Linked DNA regions of Ovis aries: region 1 is linked to region 2. A link is a contact called in public Hi-C data. All regions are on one chromosome and are shown on one strand. Each heading gives the region's core, a stretch centred on a gene start, on an enhancer-like site or on the middle of the called end of the contact. The rest is flanking DNA. Distances are from core to core; before and after follow the strand shown. Region 1 has its middle 49 kb from the start of DDX3X. Region 2 holds the start of DDX3X (DEAD-box helicase 3 X-linked).

Region 1 (3,301 bases), core at 686-3,185, 49 kb after region 2:
GGAGGCCTAGCGTGCTGTGATTCATGGGGTCGCAAAGAGTCGGACACGACTGAGTGACTGAACTGAACTGAACTGAACTGAATGTATTATGAGGGCTTCCCAGGTGGTGCTAGTGGTAAAGAACCCTCAGGAGACCCAACAGACAGTGGTTCGACCCCTGGGTTGTGAAGATCTGGAGGAGGGCAATGCACTCCACTATTCTTGCCTGGAGAATCCCCATGGACAGAGGAGCCTGGTGGGCTACAGTCCATGGAGTCCCAAAGAGTCGGACACGACTGAAGCGATTGAGCGCACACGAAGTGTATTACGATGAGAATGTGCTGCTGCCGCTAAGTCTCTTCAGTCATATCCGACTCTGTGAGACCCCATAGACGGCAGCTCACCAGGCCCCTCCGTCCCTGGGATTCTCCTGGCAAGAGTACTGGAGTGGGTTGCCATTTCCTTCTCCAACGATGAGAGTATAATAAGGCTCAAGGTCCACTGGAAACCTACTTTTCTGCCTTCTTGGGCCTGACCAGTTTTTGTGTATCCTCAAAGGCTATGCCATTCTTCTAAAGGTTGTGCCCTGCACCCTCCCCTCCTGTTTCAACATCACCCATGTCACACTGGGGAAACATAAGGGTTTCCTAGGGGACAATTCAGGATCAGACTGTGTGGTCTTAGAAAACAGCACAGTTGTGGAGAGGGAGGACAGTTGTGGGCCAGGGTGGCCTGTAGGGGGGTGGAGGGTGAGGGAAGTAAGCTGAGCCTTGGAGGAGAGACAGGATTATGCAGACAGAAGAATGTGTTCTGCTGGGAAATGGGGCCTGAGAATGTGCATGGCACGTGCTGGTTGGGGGTCTGTGCAGACTGACATGTGGGTGTGGGCTGAGCTTCTCCCTGAATACAGGATGCATTGCAGGCAAAGATGCAGAGCCAAAGATGATTATAATGATGGAAAGAAAGCAGGGTTTTAGGAGGTGTAGCCCAGATTGTGTGTAAAAGTGTACTTTAAGCAAGGACTGGCAGTAAAAGGCCAACTGAGAAGCTGGGGCAGGAATCAAGAAATGAAGTGGTGGGGGTCTAGGCCTGGGGCTGGATCGGGGACTGGAGAGGAAAGAGCAAAGTCAGAGTTTCAAGGGGAATTTAGCATGAGCTTGGCTAATGGAGAATGAATAAAAACAGTCAGAGGGAAGTCTATACAATTGTAGACACATGGCTATTTCCTGAGTGAGGCCAGAACCTGGTTTAAATCCTAGCTCTGCTGCTATTGGCTATGTGACTTAGGCAGGTCACATGACCTCTCTGTGCTTTAATCTTCCCAACAGTAAATTTCAAATAATAGTAACTATCTCATTGAACTCCCCTGATGGTCCAGTGGTTAAGAATCCACCTTCCAGTGCAGGGGGCTCTGGTTTGATCCCTGGTCAGGGAATGAAGATCCAGCATGCCGTGCAGCCAAAAAAAAAAAAAAAAAAGGCCAGGGCAGGCCAGGGCTTCAATACCAGAAGTACCTGGGCTGCCCCGTCTGTACTGGGTGGCCAAGTCAGGCTAATCCCTGTGAAAAGAATTGTGTTCCTCTTATCTATCCTTCTGATATTGATGCTTGCCTTACATTTTACGGTAGGCAGATTAAGATGTCCAGCCCTTTGAGTGTACTTTTCTGAGGGTCCTGGAACACTCTGGCTGGATCCCAGGCTGACAGGAAAGCAGGTGCTCATTTTCTGGAGGCCACCCAGGTCCTTACTGGTAGAGTCTCTGCTCAGGCCACACCTATCGGTGCCAGGACAGGTGAGTCAGGGCCGGGCGAGAGCCCCAGGGAGTGCTCCCTGTCAGCAGGGAGCCTGGTCCTGGCTTGGGGCCAGAGGACATGGGAGCAACTCAGTTCCCATCCACTACCATGGCAACCAGGGCAGGGTGGCCCCATCTAGGTGCCAGCATGGCAGAGGCCGTGGGAGTGCCCAAGGGCAGGTGGGCAGGTCACTTCCGTGGCCAGGCCTGCTTGGTTCATCTCTGACCTGGCCCAGGAGGGCATGTTGGGCAATTTCCGGAGGATGGCAGTGGTTGTGCATACAACCGCTGATTTCCACATAACTTGCCCCTTCTTGTTCTTCCTGTCTGGGGTCATTTCAGTTGTGGCACGGTTGTTACTTTCCATAGCAGTTCAACTGAAAAAGGAAACCAAAAGAGCATCTTTATTTGGACTGAGAGGGAAGTTTGGAGATGGCTTTCATTTTTCCTGCCGAGGCTCCCCCACCTCACCCCGAGGCATGTGGGCTAGGGGGCCCCCTGCATTGGAAGCACAGGGTCCTATCCACTTGTGGATAGCTTTTCAAAGCCCTGGTTGAGAAGGGAAGAGTGGGAATATCATTTTCTGAGGCTCTGGGGTACTTCAAGAAATTACAGAAATGACAGCCGTTTTTCAAGCAATAATATTCATCCTCGTGCCACAACATGGATATGGCACAGCCTCGTTTGCCAAGTGGTTTTGAGATTTTTCTGATTTCAAACGCCTGTGTTTTCTGCCAATTTTTAAGTGTGAAAGCTGTTCCCTCAAATGATTCAAGTAGACAACTCATTCTGGCACTCAAAGCCACTGTAGTTTGATCCTAGCACCTCAAAAATCAGTCTTCTCCCTTAGTACTCAGTAACATACACTCCAAGCTTGTTCATTCATTCATTCATGCATGCATGCATTCAGTAAACAGTTTTAGAGCACAAAGTGTGTGCCAGTATATTGCTTGAAGCTGAGGATTCAGAGATGAAACACATAGTTGATGGGGGAAGGGAGGGAGAAAATAAAAACAAACATACCCTGGAATGCCATGGTGGACCAGTGGTTAAGACTCAACACTTCCATTGCAGGGAACATGGGCTCGATCCCTGGTTGGGGAACTAAAACGCATGGCCAAAGACAAACAAATAGGACATTCCTGGTGCTCCAGTGGTTACGAATCCGCCTGCCAATGCAGGGGACATGGGTTCGATCCCTGGTCTGGGAAGATCCCACATGCTGCAGGGCAACTAAGCACCTCAATACTGAGCCTGTGCTCTGGAGCCTAGGAACTGCAACTACGGAGCCCACATCATGCAACTACCGACGCCCTCTGGCTCCGCAACAAGGGAAGCCACCACGATGAGCAGCCCATGCACCGCGACTAGAGAATAGCCCCCCGCCTCCAGCCACAACTAGAGAAAGCCCACACAGCCAAAAGTAAATAAAATCACTTTAAAAAGAACAAAAAGACCAACAAGAAATATAGCCTTCCATTCTGTGTGAAGGTGTTATGCTAGATGCTGAGCTCACTGGCCACCATGCTAG
Region 2 (3,303 bases), core at 639-3,138:
GCATTTGTGACTGCGCTAGGCAGGTATCTATCATCATTTAGTGCCCCTGTGTGGGAGCATTCATATATTAAAATATATTGCTTTATTATAATTATTTTGCTTTTATTCTCGTTATGTCGTGTTTTTTGAAATTGTGTGTTGTTAGGTTACGTTATCTGTGGTGTACTATTTCAGTATGGTTAAAGGGGACATTACCAAATAGTTGTTATAAAAAGGAATCTGGTCTTTCGCGGGGTCACGTAGTCCACCTCCTTTTATAGAGGAAATCGAAACCTAAAGCAGTTAAGCAACTTGCCCAGGACAGAAGTGTTATTTTATCTCCCTATCTCGTTAGAATTTGTTTCATTTTTAAAAATTGGAAGAGAAAAGCAAAGTGGTAAAGTACGTGATGTGAACGAGCTGTTTGAATTCTGGCAGCAGCAGATCCTTTGGGGGATGGTTGGAAACCCTGTATATTATTTAATTCTGTCAGGCTGAGGGTCAGAAAAGAGAGAAAAACGTTTCTAAAAACCATATATGTGCCGCCGCTCGCTTAAAGCCAGGGATTCACTAGTCAACACATTTTCTTCTATTTAAGGTTCTGTGGCACTGAGGTTGGGACCGGAGGTCGCCTGCTTAGGAGGGGGGAGCATAAGGGGTGCCTCCGACCCATTCCGGCAATTCCCCATTCACCGCAGTGGCCCGGGGTCACCCTGAACCCAGGCCGATGATGCGGTAGACTTTCTTCGGCAGGCCCAGATTGCGCCCAACCACAAACGCCTCCGACTCCCTAGGAGAACGGCTCTCCATCCCGAGTCCTCTGGCTTTGAGGGAAGCAGCACCGCGCCGGTGGTGGCCATCGGCCCTGAGCCGCTGGACGCCCCACAATAGGAAACCTGCGGCCTAACGGAGCTGTGGTGCCGGCGAAGGGCGGGGGTCCCAAGAGGGTGCGCTACCTCCCGCTCGTGTTCAGCCCGATTGTCTCATTGTTTCTTAACTGCGGGGAGCGGGGACGCGCGCGCTAGAGCGCGCTCTCTTGGTGGGGGAGTCGGAGGTGTGTGTGGGAACCAAGGGGCTATGGCATTCCTAGGCGGCGCACCCGCTGCCTAGGCAACTAGTGTCCCACCACCCGCGCGCGCCGCCAGCGCCCCTCCACTTCTCCCTCCCCCCCACGCCCCATCACCATCACGCCCTCTTCCCTCCTCCTTCCTCTCTTTTCCCCCTCCCCCCTTCTCCTCTTCCCGTCTCCTCCCTCCCTCTTTCCCCTCCTCCCCCCGATTCCGAGCACTCTATTTAAAACCACGGTTTCCTGCTCCACAAAATGGCCTCCGCATTTGGCACCTGCGGTCACGTGACCCGCTGTCCCCTGGGCTTCGGGCCCCTCATTGCCAAACTTGGATTTCGGGGCTTCTGCCCGGGAAAATACATGGGCTGATTAGTTTGGAGAAATCGCACAACCTTTCAAAGTCTAGGGGACGGAGAGAGAAGGAAAGAGTGCTCCCTAGAAAGAAAGGAACAGTGAAAACTGAGGAGGTTGGGAAAAAAAGGGGAAAAAGGTCTAGATTATATTTTAAGGTCTCACAGCTGGCGGAAAACGGGAGGGGATGAGGTCTCGCGAGATCTCGAGACCTCCCAGTCCTGAGAAAAGGTAATAGCGGAGGACAGGGGAAGTGGCACTCAAGCGATCTAGGACAGCATTTAGCGCTGAGTGCCAAGGTAGGACGACGAGGCGCAGACGCCACCGACTAGGAAATCCCGCGAGGTTAGGACTAAACGAGCGCGCAGTAGCTAGGCAAAAGTCGTAGCGGCGGGAGGAGTGCGGGTGTGAGAGGGAGGGCACACGTCGTACGTGCTGACGTAGCAGTCACTTGAGCGGGTATATTAGATCCGTGGCCGCGCCGTGCATTTCAGAGCCGCAGTTCTCCCGTGAGAGGACCTTCGCGGTGAACCCAACACATTAGCTCAGCAGCGGAAGACTCCGAGTTCTCGGTACTCTTCAGGGATGAGTCATGTGGCGGTGGAAAATGCGCTCGGGCTGGACCAGCAGGTGAGCCGCAAGGAGCCTACCGGGATTGTTGCTGCAGGAATCCCTCCCCCGATCTAACCTGGTTTGTGGCGCAGTGCTACCTGGTACCCTCAGTTCCCATTTTCTGGGTCCCTCAGGCTAGCGAGTGTCAGTGTCCCGGGGCTGTGGGGGAACGGGAAGGTGACCGGAATGCTGATTGTGGCTGTCGCAGGGGCCCCAGCTTGGCCGGCGGTATTGTCCCCGGGCAGAGCACAATGGCGGCTTTTGTGTGTGCGTGCGCAGGCGGGCGGAGGGGGAGGGGGCGCGCGTTCTCGCGGAGGCGCGCACGCGCGAACCTCGACTTGACTTGTGACCCATGGGTGTTGCGGGGGGGGGAGGGGCGCGGCGCGGAGGTTCGCGAAAGGGGACCTTTATGGCCCTGAGAGTTCGGGCGTGCGCGGCTCGGATTCTTGTCGGAGACCCAGGCGGCGTTGGCGTGTCTGTGTGTGCACGCGCGTGTGAGCGGGCGGTGGAAAGCGGCCCTGGAATGTGGGAGGGGGCGGTGCGGGGGGTGGCCTTCGCTCGGGGTAATGGCGGCGGCCTCCTTTGTGTGGTGTCGGGTGGCTGGGCGGCGCTGCGCCCCCCGAACGGGGGAAGACGGGCCGCCGAGGGCCCGGAAACAGGGATGGATGGGCATCTTGTTCTTCCTGGGCTTCCTTCCCCGGGGCTTTTTTTTCGTTCCAGCCCGGTTTCCGCAGCCTCGGGTCCGTGGCCCGCGAGGCCGCGTTTCCGGAGTGGAAAGTTTTGTGACGCAGAAGATTCGAGGAGGAGTGGGGGGGGGGAGGGATGGAGAGGAGGGAGGAATGGGCCGCTGCGTGCGCGGTGGCGCCGGGCTCTGGAGATCGAGGTGGAACGCGGCGAGGAGGTTAGCGACCCGGCACGGCCGGCTCCGCCTCACGTGGTCGCAATAGTGAGTGTGGAGGTTTTCTTCCGAGCCACGCGTCGTTTTGGGAGGTACCACGGAGTGTACCAGTGTCCTCAGGTTGGGGACGTTTGGTGCGGGGCTCGGCCTGGGAAAAAACGCCAGGAATGTGGCTTGGGAAGAAATAAGGAATTTTGTTGGTGACTTGTTGCTGCTTGTGGACTGAAAATTTCGAAATCAGTCAGGGGCCCCGGGTTTGTCTTAATTGGAGCCCCTCTTGTAAGGGTTTAGAGGTAGAGGACGGGAGGGCGCGTGATCGCAGAGGAGGGGTTCTGGGCGGAGATGGCAGAAGTCTGCATCCCTCAGCAACAGTGGCACCACGCTTCAGAGAAGCTCT

What was found. Hi-C and Micro-C count contacts between places; a contact is called where the count stands out from the background.
Region 1: a contact with region 2 is called in a Hi-C map of liver, with 2.1 times the contacts expected there. The contact joins the enhancer-like site here to the promoter of DDX3X in region 2. A contact is called at or near these places in 4 of 16 Hi-C or Micro-C datasets (blood, liver, omental adipose tissue and 1 more).

What each region holds. Positions count from the first base shown.
Region 1 is chrX:40,610,691-40,613,991 of ARS-UI_Ramb_v3.0, forward strand. No RefSeq gene overlaps it. Among named protein-coding and RNA genes, the nearest start is that of DDX3X, 49 kb to the left of the region's middle. Within about 2 kb of position 1,936, at least 14 of the 54 cell types and tissues checked have an H3K27ac peak or open chromatin away from gene starts, as enhancers often do. A contact at or near this core is called in liver, where this site is marked.
Region 2 is chrX:40,561,791-40,565,093 of ARS-UI_Ramb_v3.0, forward strand. DDX3X (DEAD-box helicase 3 X-linked) reads left to right here and starts at 1,889. Exons shown (of 17, transcript XM_060407509.1): 1 at 1,889-2,026. The coding sequence starts at 1,982.